3 separate regions of the Mus musculus genome follow, and all the other regions are linked to region 1. Evidence: chromatin contacts called from public HiChIP or PLAC-seq and promoter capture Hi-C data. All regions are on one chromosome and are shown on one strand. The core of a region is the stretch at or near the end of the contact, and the rest is flanking DNA. Distances in the headings are between cores, read along the strand shown. Region 1 holds the start of Acat2 (acetyl-Coenzyme A acetyltransferase 2). Region 2 holds the start of Map3k4 (mitogen-activated protein kinase kinase kinase 4). Region 3 holds the start of Afdn (afadin, adherens junction formation factor).

Evidence for each region. HiChIP or PLAC-seq counts read pairs in DNA pulled down with a chosen protein or histone mark. Capture Hi-C pulls out chosen DNA fragments and counts their contacts.
Region 2: a contact with region 1 is called in a promoter capture Hi-C map of adipose tissue, with 2.2 times the contacts expected there. The contact joins the promoter of Map3k4 here to the promoter of Acat2 in region 1. A contact is called at or near these places in 2 of 115 datasets of contacts at active chromatin or transcription factors (bone marrow-derived macrophages and memory CD8 T cells) and 1 of 9 other capture datasets (adipose tissue).
Region 3: a contact with region 1 is called in an H3K4me3 HiChIP or PLAC-seq map of embryonic stem cells, with 8 read pairs. The contact joins the promoter of Afdn here to the promoter of Acat2 in region 1. A contact is called at or near these places in 3 of 115 datasets of contacts at active chromatin or transcription factors (cardiomyocytes, embryonic stem cells and stem cell-derived neural progenitor cells).

What each region holds. Positions count from the first base shown.
Region 1 is chr17:12,957,809-12,962,355 of GRCm38.p6, reverse strand. Acat2 (acetyl-Coenzyme A acetyltransferase 2) reads left to right here and starts at 1,631. Exons shown (of 9, transcript NM_009338.3): 1 at 1,631-1,747; 2 at 2,227-2,361. The coding sequence starts at 1,693. It also overlaps the pseudogene Gm15946.
Region 2 is chr17:12,315,880-12,320,099 of GRCm38.p6, reverse strand. It overlaps Map3k4 (mitogen-activated protein kinase kinase kinase 4), which reads left to right and starts at 1,440. Exons shown (of 27, transcript NM_011948.2): 1 at 1,440-1,602. The coding sequence starts at 1,472. It overlaps 4732491K20Rik (RIKEN cDNA 4732491K20 gene), which reads right to left and starts at 1,247. Exons shown (of 2, transcript NR_045290.1): 1 at 928-1,247.
Region 3 is chr17:13,758,092-13,762,197 of GRCm38.p6, reverse strand. It overlaps Afdn (afadin, adherens junction formation factor), which reads right to left and starts at 1,657. Exons shown (of 33, transcript NM_010806.1): 1 at 1,420-1,657. The coding sequence starts at 1,524. It overlaps Tcte2 (t-complex-associated testis expressed 2), which reads left to right and starts at 795. Exons shown (of 3, transcript NM_022311.3): 1 at 795-912.

The DNA.
Region 1 (4,547 bases), core at 382-2,881:
CTGAAGAGGTAAACACGAGTTTGGGTTAGATGTCATAAGTTGTTTTTTATAGAAAGTTTAAATTGAGAGAGCCAGTCTGCTCACAGGCAACAAAATTAAAAGAAGGATTCCAGAGTTGTCAGCATAATGGGGGTAACTGACAGGATGGGGTGGACATGCTGTGGCATGTTGGGTGAGGGGCAGTGAGAGTAAGGCCACAAAGGGAACTGAAGAGTGGCCAGAGTAGTGGGAAAACAGAGGGCTAGGGAGGTGACACAGTGGTGATGAGCACTACTGCTCCTGCAGAGAACAGGGTTTGGTAGCTAGCACCCATATGATAGCTCACGACTGTCTGCAATTCCAGTTCCTGGGGTCCAGCATCCTCTGCTTGCCTCTGCAGACACTAGGCTCACATGCAAGGATGCATACATGCATGCAAGCAAAGACACATAAAAATAAATTATTAAGCCAGGCGTGGTGGCGCACGCCTTTAATCCCAGCACTCAGGAGGCAGAGGCAGGCAGATTTCTGAGTTTGAGGCCAGCCTGGTCTACAAAGTGAGTTCCAGGACAGCCAGGGCTATACAGAGAAACCCTGTCACGAAAAACCAAAAAGAAGAAGAAGAAGGAGGAGGAGGAGGAGGAGGAGGAGGAGGAGGAGGAGGAGGAGGAGGAGGAGGAGGAGGAGGAAACCATGGGAAGTCCCTTGCATTTCTTGGACCCTTGAGGAAACAGAGGACATAATCTAGAATTTAGCCTCATCTCTAGAACCTACTTTGATCCATCCACCTCTCTCAAAATACTATTTTTTTCAGGTTGCTTTACATTTCAGGAGGATATCCCAGCTTACCGGGTTGTTGTTGTTAGGTTTGTTTTCCTTTCCTACAATCTGTGGCGCAGTTCTCTTACTTCACTGTCCACTGTCCCCACTGAGGGCAAGACTTGCCTAGAAAGCCTTTCCTTCCACCACAGGATTCTGCTTTCCTAAACAGATGGCATTCTCTGTAGACCAGCAAGCTGCAGAAGCAAACCAGGATGACTCTCCTTTCAAAACACTGGGGACACTGCAGGTGACCTGTGATAGTGCTAGGGCTGGGACTGGGGGGTGGCCAGAGGGAGCCTGCAAAAGGCATGAGAATGACACAAGGCAGAGAGGTAAGTAGAGTCTGGCAGATTCTGTCTTTGGCTGAATAATAAGTCCGAGAGGATTGGACAGTAGAGATCCACTGCCCTAAGGATCTCTGTTAGCAAGGAGGCTACCCACTCAGAAGCTGTCAGCGCTGAGAAGAACCTTCAGAAGAAACGGGAGATGCCTATGTAGGAAAGGTTAGGCTAGGTTCCAGTGTCACCTGGAGGAAAGCCTTACCCTTGGACCCGACTCCACCTATGACCCCTAGACCGTCTGCACACCGCATCGCTCTTCGACACCCCTAGGCTGTCTACCTCCAACCCAACATCCCTGGATCCTCCACACCCCACCCTAACCCGACACACCTAGGTTGGGTAGACACCATCTACCCCATACCAAACCAAAGAGTCTCCATCTTACACAATTCTGGGACTTAGCCCTACCAGCTTCCTGCGCAGGCGTGAGGAGGCGTGGCGTGGAGGCCATAGCTCCGCCCCCCCCAGCACAGCCTGTCAGGCTGGAGGAAGTTTTACCTCAGTCGCAGACAGGACAAGGCTGAGAGCTAGCAGAGACCAGAGCGACAAGATGAATGCGGGCTCAGACCCCGTGGTCATCGTCTCAGCGGCGCGCACCGCTATAGGTGAGTGTCCCGCGAGGTCACTTCAGCCTGTGACCCTCCTTCCCGACATGATCGCGGAGACTCGGGCTCTCGTGACGGGGAGGGGGCGGCCGGCCACAGACTCCACAGCTCGCGGTGCCCCGCGCCTTGCCCGCGGACCCGCCCCTCGTGCTGCGATTGGCTCCTCGCAGTAGAGCCACCGCTCTGCCAGGCTCACCTATTAGATAACGTTGGGACGCGCTCTCTCTCCTGATCGCTGATTGGTCTGTTCGGCGGTGCACCATTGATCACGCTGTGGTGTCGGGGGCCCGAGAGATGGTGGTCTGAGCTGCTCCTCCAGGCAGGCCTTGGCTTTGGCATTGTTCTGGAAGTCACCATCGCCTTTGCCCGCCTCGGCTCCAGCCGTTTTTATTTGGAATGCATGTGACCCCTTCTCCCCCTCGGTGGTCCTCAGTGTGCTCTTGGTTCAGATTCCTTCCCTCTTCCCCATTCCATTGTAGGCTCCTTCAATGGTGCCCTGTCCACCGTGCCTGTCCACGAAATGGGGACAACTGTCATCAAAGAAGTCCTGCAGAGGGCCAAGGTGGCTCCAGAAGAGGTGTCCGAGGTCATATTTGGACATGTCTTGACGGCAGGTAACTCCTCAGTAGCCCAGGACAGATCTGGTTCACTAGAAACAGCATTTATTTATATGTGTGTGTGTGCGCGCACACACACCACCACCACCATACATTGCTTTGCTTGGAGTTCTCTCTGCTAGGATTCTTTCTGTCCCTCCTCCTTCCTCTGGCTGAAGTCACAGCTCCTTTACAAGCCTTTTCGGTGAGTGATCTTAGACCACGGGACTGTATCGCCTTTGCATTGTTAGAAGCACAGCAAAGTATTCACAGTCCTCCACATACCCCTAACATGTCACACAGTCAATAAAAGTGTGTGGGCCTGGCACTGTGCCACAGCTGCGAGTGGGGCTGCAGCAGAGCAGCTCTACCCTGGTCCACTTTGTCAGGAGATCAGCTGTCCCTCACTCCAGGGGACTGTCCGGAGGAAGGCAGGAGAGTCTAAGAATGCTTCATCATAGCTCTGATTCCTGCTGGGCTTGGAGATCAGTGACTACTGATGTTGATGATTGGTTTGGGGCCTGGGTGTATAGCTCAGTGGTGAAGTGTGTGGTTAGCATGCATGTGGTCATGAGTTCCCACTCCTGCCCTGCCCTGTGCTCCCTCAGCACACATTTGAATCAACTGTAGAGAAAATTGTTAATATTCAATACCAAGTTCTGCTCTTACTCTGTCTGAGACCATTTGTATGTGTGCCAGTTGAATATTGTTTTTTGAAACATTTGGGGCTAGAATTGTTTTGACATCAGATCCCCACCTCCTAGATTATGCAACATCTGTATATATATATATATATATATATATAAAGGATCATTGTTAGAGAACTTGGTGTCACAATCTTTATCTCAAGAAACCACGTTCAGCTAGTTGTCCTTCATATTCTAGGTGGAACAGCAAAATGGATAGTAGAAAAGGGAGCTTTATTTAATTTGGTTAAATTGGGAGGAGATCCAAGTATCCTCCTCAGGTCCATCTTCATACTCCAGAAGTGAGATTAAACTTTAAATAGACAGCTGGAGATTCGCACTTCTAAACAGTCAGGTCATGTTATGGCCCCACCCCCTGCATTGACCCATTGTCTGGGTCTCTATAGCAGGGTGGTCTGGCAAGTCCTCAGAGTGTGTGGAATCTTTTTCCCTGGAAGGAAAGATCTCCTTTGCCTTGTACCAGGCTTCAACTTGTTCCTTCTCCCAGCATGTGATTCCAGTCTTTGAGGAGTTCATTGTTTCAGTCGTCTGAAAGAGCAAAGAAGCCAAGTGTCTCTAAGAAGTATCATCATCTTTTAGAGAGTAAAGAGATTGCTCAGCTCTAAGGAGCACTTACTGTTCTTATAAAGGGCCCAAATTTGTTTCCTGGCACCCTCTTGGATTCTTACAGCCTTCTTCACTCTTCCAGGAATCCAGAATCTAGCACCCTCTTCTAGCCTCCATAAGTACCAGGCACCCTCAAACATACATACATACATACATTCATTCACGAAAAACATTCATACAAGTAAATATATATATAATATCACCAGACTGTGGTAGTACACACCTTTATTCCCAGCACCCAGGAGACAGAGGCAGGTGGATCTCAGTGAATTCAAGGCCAGCCTGGTCTACCGAGCAAGTTTCCTGGACGGCCAGAGCTGCGTGAGAACCCTGTCTTGGGAGGAAAAGAAAAAATATATATATGATCTTCATCTTCATCCCTGTAAGGATGTTTATGTCCTGGCTGGAGCCCAATTCTGAGTAGAAATTAAATCCTGATCATCGTTTGTAGCCCACTGCTGGACAGTGGTGGTCATGTCGTAGCGTCTCAGCGTTCACAAGTTGTACATTGCCTCGCTTGCTGATCTATAAATGTAACCTCACCACTCTGTAGACCAGGCTGGCCTCGGACTCGGAAATCCACCTGCCTCTGCCTCCTGAGTGCTGGGATTAAAGGCGTGCGCCAACACGCCCTGCATAGCAATATCTCTAATGAATAGTATCTTCTTAGTTTAATTTTAAAGTTTTGAGTTTTTTTACTTTTTAATTTCTGAGACATGAGAGGCTACCTTTCAACATATGCGATCCTTGAAGCAAACCCGTTACCTTTAACTCCTGAATCGCTGGGTTACAGTCAGGAGCCACTACTCTCAGACAGAACGTTGTTTGATGCCCTGGCCTGTCTTAACTCAGATCCTCCTACTGCTTCCTCGTTAGGGCGAAGCATTGAGG
Region 2 (4,220 bases), core at 191-2,690, 640 kb after region 1:
TTCTAGAATATGCGGTACCCAGTAGACAATGAAGGATAAAAAAAAGTCATGGCTCTTCCTGAGGCTGATTTGTGTTCAGCGTTTTATGAGTGGGAAGCAGTGTGCCCATTGGCTCACTTCCTGGCAGCAGTCAGAGGTTTCCTTATCGACTCTCCTCATATGCAATTTAAGGAGGGCTCAGGTTAGCCCAGTGTAGAGGGAGACGAAACTATCAGAATTACAGAGAGATGGGAAACACTCTGCAGAGCTCTCAGTGAAAATGAATGGGTCTTTAAAATTATTAGGATAGACTGAGTTCATTTCCTTTGAATGCTTCGTTTTGCTTTGTTCTCTCTCCCTCCATTAGGCAACTTCTCACGGCTGCTTCCTTAGTGTCTCCCGAAGTCCTAATGCAATATGTGCACTGAATAGTTGTTGACTGACTGCATGTTGTTGAATTAATGAAAGGGATGTCAACTCAGAAATCCAGCACTGGCAGACATTATAGATAATGTAGTCTACTGTAACAACAGCAAGAGTATGCTCTTTAATTACAGAGACATTTCTGTAACACAGCTGATTTCAGAGTATCTTTATCTTGCTTAGCTCTTAAATCTTACCTTGAAATTTTTTCTTTCAGTCAGTTAAAAAAATTTGTTCAAAATTTATATCTCTACATAGCAAAGCTAAAGAATCATTTTTTTAAAAAAAATCAAACTAAGTGGAAACAAACATATTTGATTCTGAATACGATTTCTGAACTGAATCTGGATTTCAGAAGGCATGATTGCAACTCAAAGGCTGTAAAGCTGCGCAAGCTAAGAATGACTGAAAGATGCTCTGCTATTTCAATTCTTTTAATAACTTCAAATCTTTACAACTTCTTTATCCCTTTCTTTCTTCTTTAGTGTAGCAACTGTGCAAGTTTCTGAAAAAGCACTTTCTAACCTTGGGATCCTGGGTGAGGACGGCGTCCTCTGCTGCCTGATTGGTGTGTCACTCTGATGGTCTGAGTCTGCAGAAGGCCCACACTTCCATGTCAGAGCTGTGGGCGTCTGGGTGACATCATCCTTATTCCGAAAGGCAGAATCCAGTGGCGCAGAGACCTTGAGCTCCAGTTTATGAAGCATTCCTGCTCGCCCAGACAACCCTACCTCTCCAAATGTCTCCTGTGCCCTTAGCCTCAGGACCTCCCGAGGCCACCCGCGGTCACCCAGCGACACCTGATTTACCACTGGCCAGTGCGCTCCTCCCTCCCGCCTCGCCCCGCCCAGGCGGACTCAGCCGCCCGCCGAGGCGTGTCCCTCGCTGCCCGCCGTAGCCCAGCGTTCGGCCGGCCGCCGTTCCCAAGATGGCCGCTGCGCGCACGGCTCCTGCGGCGGGCTAGAGGCGGAGGCGGAGTCGAGTCACTCCCTCACCCCGCGGCTCCTGGTCTTCCCGCACCAGGCTGCAGCTGACGACCCGCCGCGGTCATGCGAAGCTTGGTGCACGGATGAGAGACGCCATCGCCGAGCCGGTGCCCCCTCCTGCCCTCGCCGACACCCCTGCAGCCGCCATGGAGGAGCTGCGGCCAGCACCGCCGCCACAGCCCGAGCCGGATCCGGAGTGCTGCCCAGCGGCGAGGTGAGTGCACGGCTGCAGCTGCAGCTCGGAGGGAGCAGGGTGGCGCGTGAAGGGGGCGTGGGGTCCTCGGCTGCGCGCCAGGTGGGCGCGGAGCATCCGGACCTCCGGTGGCGGGAGGGGCGCGGTGCAGCGCGGAGCCCGGTGCTCCGCTTCCGCGCGACCCCTGCCCGGGCTCGGAGGCCAAGCTCCCGAGCGACCCTGGCCTTTGCAGTAGTGCTCCCCGGGGCCCTGCTGCAGACAGCCCCAGCTTGCCCCGGACTGCCGCTCGGGCTCGGATCAGTGATCGGATGGAAGGAAGGTGGTCCATCTTTCTCCTTTTTCCAGGAAAAGAGAGGCGACGTGCCTCTCGGCAGTTCCTTGCTCCTTCAGCCCTTTGCAGCGCGCCTCCCAGCCTTCTGTCCCCAGGGCGAAGCTTCACGTAACTGCAGACAAGGTTCCTTGTCAGAGATCCTTTTACTGTCTTCTAGCAACAGCCTGATGCAGTGTTGCGCACGAAAATAGCTAAGGGTTTATGTGTGAAACTTTGCTACCGCAGGAAGCTCCAAGATGGAACTTTGGTACCCAGAGTATCTGTTGCATTCTGCTCCGTAGAAGCTCTTTTAACTGCTACGAAGAGTCTCAAGTTTTAATTGGGAGGGTAAACTCACGGTGTCCTGATTTTGTGTTTAAATGCCAGTCCTTTGCATCTCAGGATAAACTTTGACTGCTTCCTGTCCCCTATAGTGAAAACACTCCCACAACTCCTCCTGGCTTAAGGTCTCGCTCTATAACCTCAGGAAGAAGGCAGTTAAATAGCTTTGCTTTTTCCTGCTTGAAGAAATAGCAAATTTATAGTTGTAGCGAGACCCGAACACGGGAGCCATTCACATCCTTGCTTGTCACCACTGGGTTGCCTGAGAGGAATTTTACTTTTTCAAAGCCGTGAGAGCTACTGCATTGTGTTTCTTAATTTCAAGATAGTTCTGTGACATCTTTTGGGGCATTTTCTTTAAGGAATAGTACAGGGTGCTATTAGAAGTCTTTTTTCAGAAAGTTCATAATTTTCTTAATGTATTGAGCTGTTGAGCAATTTTTACTCCTTTAATCGTTATTTTAGAAATAATAAATGTGAGTCCTTACTTAATGCTTAAAATGTTTTATCACGTAGCCATTACTTTTGTTAATTCATTTAATCTTTATAACAGTCTTATGAGTTAATTCTGCTATTCATCTCCTTTATGTAAGAGGAAACTGAGGCAAAAGGTAAATAGCATATATAAAGATTAACAGCTTGTAATGAACAAAAGTCTGGCTGCCTAGTTTGTGCCTTAATTATCACGAGGAAGAGGGATGATTTCATACCCACAGACCCGACATTATAATTCTATGTAACTGTTCTCGGGGGAGAAAATGGACTTGAGCGGTGTTAGGCAGAGGGATAAAAATCTGCTATCAAAACGCTGCTTTCCTATTGATAAACAGCCTTGCCTTCCAGCCAGGAGCCTGTCTCTTTGTTATAATAAAAATAGGTCAGGATAATGGGCCTCATCCAACTTTACGTGAACAGCAGTGTACAGAACAAGGAGATCTTTGAAGTATTTTTCTTAGCAACATTGCAGTTAATTTTACAATAGCAAATGCGTAGAGCAGATTTTTTTTTTCTCTTGGTGAAGCTGCTGCTTTGCCTTTTTGCTGCAGTAATGGACACTGCCTCCTCTTCAGTTGGCAGGGGTGACCTCTGGCACTATTACTGTCCATCTGTGGTAAGCGATGTTGCAGGGAGCTCCAGCTGTTTGTATGTGGTCCACATTCCTACCTATTCACAAGAGGCTCATACATTGCCGTATACATCCCGAATCTGCTCAGTGCCTCCCCCCAACACGCCAGCGACCACTAATCTGTTACCTAGCATTTCCAGGTGGCTCTCTGGCAGACCAGAATAAAGCTGTTGATGTTGTTGTTCCTCGGCTGTGCGTGTGTGTCATTGATCACGCAGGCTGTGCTCGAGCACAGGTCTTCTGTAGGAGTCAGGCCCGTACTTGTTGGCCCCGAAAGCTGTATGGCAAGTGCACGTGGCAGATGCCAGCACCCAGGATGTCTGCTGTGGGTGCGCTTCGCTCCTGACAGTGAGTTATGCAATGATGGAAGAACAGAAAACAGATTGCCAGCTGACGGGGCTCTGTCGGATCCCTAGTTTTGGTAGAGAACTTATGAAGGTGGTTACAGTTGTTCTTAGTGAGTAAACTTTTGGATAAACCTTCTTCCTTCCTTTTCAAGCATCTGGGCCACGTTTGAGAGGATCCTGATGTTGCTTAGGAACACTATTAGAATTAGTTTGAAGCAACTTGACCCTTGTTTTTTGTTTATTTATTTATTTATTTATTTGATTTGTGCATTTAACAAACACCAGTAAATTTGATACGAAGTCTGATACAGTGTTCCTGCCTATTGTAGCCTTTGCTTTAAGATAGTTATGTTAAATATGGTTTCGTTGTTGTCATCCACTGACCTTCTGAGTACAGTGTCAGTAAATCTCATTATACCCTTTCCTAACCAGCGGCCTTGTTACTAACTCTGTGTAGTGTTGCTCTTCTAAGTTTATTTGTGAAAATGGGTTTCATTTCTTTAAAAGCGTTTGA
Region 3 (4,106 bases), core at 408-2,907, 800 kb before region 1:
TAATACTGAAACTATATTGATTCAGGGCTCCTTTCTAAAGAGTCGCTTGTAAGGCTATGAACGAACACTAACTACACAGTAAATTTGCTTACTAAAATACAACTCGTAAAATCGTTACAGAAGATGAATTATGAATCAGGAGTAACTTAACATCCACCGGTGTTCAAATTGGCCACCTGAACCTAATAATTTACCTTAGCTTGTCAAATAGGGATCGAGAGAAAGGGCTCTAACTAGGTCAAGTGTGCTCACAAGAAGGTGAGAGGGAAGGAGAGGAAAACCTGCCTTCCTCCACCGGCAAAATTAAGTCAATCTGAGAAGACTGCTCAGATCTACCAAATCTGTGTTCGCGGCTAAGCGCTGGCTGCTGTGTTTCAGCAAGCACCTCTTAGGTTTCAAAGCCAGAGCTATTTCCAAATCCGGCACAAGTCCTGGGTATAGTGTGGGGTCGCGTGGAACAGGTCTGCCCAGCCACAACTTAACCAAACGCCCTTTGGCCCGCTGTCTAACGGAGGCTTCCCCGAGGCTTCCCGCCGGCCACGGAACTCCTCCGACAGTCTCCCCGGTACCAACCGGCTGGCTGGATACCGGCCCTCACCCCACCCCCAAGATCGTCCAGAACGCTTCCCGCAGCCCCGCTGCGTACCGCCAGCGCACGGGGCTGGAGCAGGGGTTTATCTGTCTGCCCGCTGCGCGCCACCGGACCCCGCCGGGCTAGAACGCACGCGCGCCGTGGGGCGCACGGGGCTCACACCGCCGCGGGCATCGGCCGGTCACGTGGCCTCGGAGGGGCCGAGATCCGCGTCCCGACGGTTCGAAGACGCCATCAAAGAAACCGGCGGCGAGGAGCGCATCCCGCAGGGGAAGGCCCGCGGCCTGCGTGGGCCGCGACGGGGACCGGTGCGCTGGCAGGTAAGGGCCGGGAGGGCACAGGTGGGTCGTGCCGCACAGGTGGGCGGCCAGGTGCAGTCCTGTGGGCGCAAGCGGGGCCTGAGGACACAAGTGCGCGCCTGGAAAGGATGCGGGTGACACAGGTGGGGTCTGAGGACCCACGTGGGTGGCCAGGCGGAGTCCCGGGGACACAAGTGCACGTCCAGGTGTGTCTCCGCGCGCAGGTGGCCGGCCCGCCCTCTGCGCCGGCCACCAAGCCGCCCTGGACCCCGCCCGGGCGGCGGGGCACCGCAGGAGGCGACAAGGACGAGCGCCCCTAGGGACCCCGCTGGCCAGTACGGTGGGCGGAGGCCGAGGGGACAGGGCCGCGGGCGAGGGCGGGTCCGCGGGCGGACGGGCGGGCGGGCAGGCCAGCGGGGGAGGGGCGGCCGCGGGACCCCACCGCGCTCTGCCTCCCGCGGCCTCCGCGTCGCCGGCCCGCGCGCGGGCCCCCTCCCCTCGCACCCCGGCGGCGGCGGCGGCGCTCACCTCGGTCGGCTGGCTGATCTCGAACAGGTCCAGCCGGTTGGCGTTCCAGTGGTGAATGATGTCGGCCAGCTTCCGCCGCTCTTCGTCGCGGCCGCCCGCCGACATGATCGCGGCCGCTCCTCCCCAGGGCCAGCCGGGCCGGAACACCGCAGGCCGCCTCACCGCCGCCGCCGCCGCCGCGCGTCCTCCGCCGGGCTCGGCCCGCGTCCGGCCCGCGCCGCTTCAGCCCGCCTCAGCCGCGGCCGGTGCGCCGAGCGCCGCCCCCCGCCCTCCCGCCGCCGTGCGCGCCCGCCCGCCGTGCGCGTCCCCGCGAGCGCGCGCCGCGCCGCTAGGTGCTGCCGCGTGGTCGCGCGCGCGTGCGTGCGTGCAGGGGCGCGTCGGGTGTCAGCGGGCCGCACTCGCTCTGTGCCGGAGGCGTGAGTCCTCACCGGAGCCGCTCGGTCCTGCGGCCGCGCTCGGTCCGCCCTGGGCAGGCTCAGGGGTGGCGGACGAGCTGGCGAGCAGAGGGGCGGCGCCCTGACGGGCGGGGCGACCCGGAGCTGCAGAGCGGGATGGACAGGTGGGCGTGGGCTGCGCGGCCGGCGGAACTGGCCGGCCATCCCGCCGCGGCCCTGACGCCTGGGCTGCGCTGGCTGCTGGGGTCAAATCCCAGCTGACCTTTCTCCGGAGGAAAGATAAATTATTATGGTTGTGTGTGAGCGTCAGTGCAAATGTTTTCCGAGCCCTCCTCCGGCTCAGGGTGCCTTTTGGATCCCCCGCATTCCTCAACCCCGGCCAGGGAGCGGCGGCGCCCTTTGTGTCTCCGCGGAGCGCATGCCACCTCGGGGAAAACAACGAATCTGAGTTAGAACGGGGAGAGAGAGACACTAGCGTGAGTTTTGTTAATCTTTTAAAGCCTCCCGGTGAACCTAGAAACCCAAAAATTATCTTGAACAGCAAATGCTCTGGGGTTTAGAGAACGTTTGTTTCTTTGTCTTTTTCATTGCCTCTTCCGTGCCAAAAACAATCTGTTTGCTGGAGAACACATCCGGAAAGAGCTGTTTTCCCCTGTTCATCCAGGTAAAATTGGTGTTTGGCATGCTCTAAGGGAAAGCCTTCACCGGAGCTAAGAGAGCAATACGCTGTATTTGACATGCCCTCTTTTATTTCTGCTCTCTCTCCCTTTTCCAGTGAGAAGATATGTTTTCTCTCTACCAGTTAGATTTCTTCTTTTGTCAGAAAGAAGAGCATCTGTCCTCCAGGCTGGGCTTTGTCTCCGTTTGCTCTGCGACTGCACTAGCGCAGCAAGGCTACATAAGGAGGCTTTTCAGCAGAGGAGCCTGGTGTTGAACTCGTGCCATGGGGAATGAATTCTTCTATAGACCCCTCGTCCTCTTCTGGAAGTTAAAGGGGGGCGATTTGCAAAAAAAGCATATGTGTATGAATGTGTCTTCCTGTCCTAGCATTTTGTGCCTTTAAGTCCTTGTGCTTCTGAGTGGACTCGACTGTCAGTGCCGCTCAAGGCCCTCACTAGCCTCCACACTCAGAGTTCCCCTGACAGAGCCAGTGTAAACTGGTTTTCACAGCATGAGCTGTATTCCTGCTGAAGAACTGGCTTTTACAGAATTTGCAAAGCTAGCAATTAGACAACTAACACCCATGCCACTGTGTTGTTAAAGGGAACATTCAGTATTGCTAGAGACCGAGAAAGGCTCTCTGCAGCGTTGTTTTTATGGGAAGAAATATGTATGTAGAGAAGCCAACAGACAGTGCAGGGCTAAATCCATGTCCGCTGCCCTTGGTTTCTGGTTTACTTTAAAAAGCTCCATCTGTATCATCTTCACAAGTGAACCAGTTCCCAAAGTATAATGCATTGTAAGTATTTAGTATATTGATAACGGCTTGAAATCTACAGAATACCTGTGATTTTTCTCACAGCCGAAAAGACCCGAACTATTATGTGTTCAACCAAGGAGAGCTTTAGGCTGGGCCCACTATTCCACTAATCCTCATTGTTTGAGACGCAGCGATAAATGGGGAGTGGTAGGCCAGGCCTGTGTTCCAAGAACAGGGAGGCGTGGCAGGAGGATGAGGAATTGACCTCCTAGAAGTTGAAGAAAAAGAAAAGGGAACCAAAACAATGTTCTGAGTCATGTGTTGTGCTATCCATAAAAGACGGAGGGGATGTAGGTAGCCATTATAGAACAGCCTACATCCTGAATATGAAGGGGACAGGTGCTTAAGCCAAAAGGTTTCCAAAGTTCATGAGGTCCTAGGTTCTGTCGTCAGCATCATAGAGTTATGCTTAAAGATACTCAGATGACAGTAAAGATGAAGCCCTGATCCTTCTTTGTCCATAAGCATGGTGACTGGTCACACCTGACAGCAGGATGTGGAAAAGGAAGAAGAGCCTAAAAGCCCCCTGAGCTTTGTTAACCACGTACAATACAGAAACAGATTCAATGAAAGACTGTATGTGAAGTCAAACAAAGTGCACTAGATGAGGCTGACTGTAATCCGGTTAGTCGGTTTTTGAAGATTTAAGTTTCCACTTTATACTTAAGTCTTGATCTTCCCTTTTAAAGGTATTAAAATATGTTAGTTGTATATTAAACAATAAGAATCATCAGTACTGAGCCAAGCAGTAGTGACACCCGCCTTTATTCCCAGCGCTCAGGCGGCAGAAACAGGTGAGTCTCTGTGAGTTC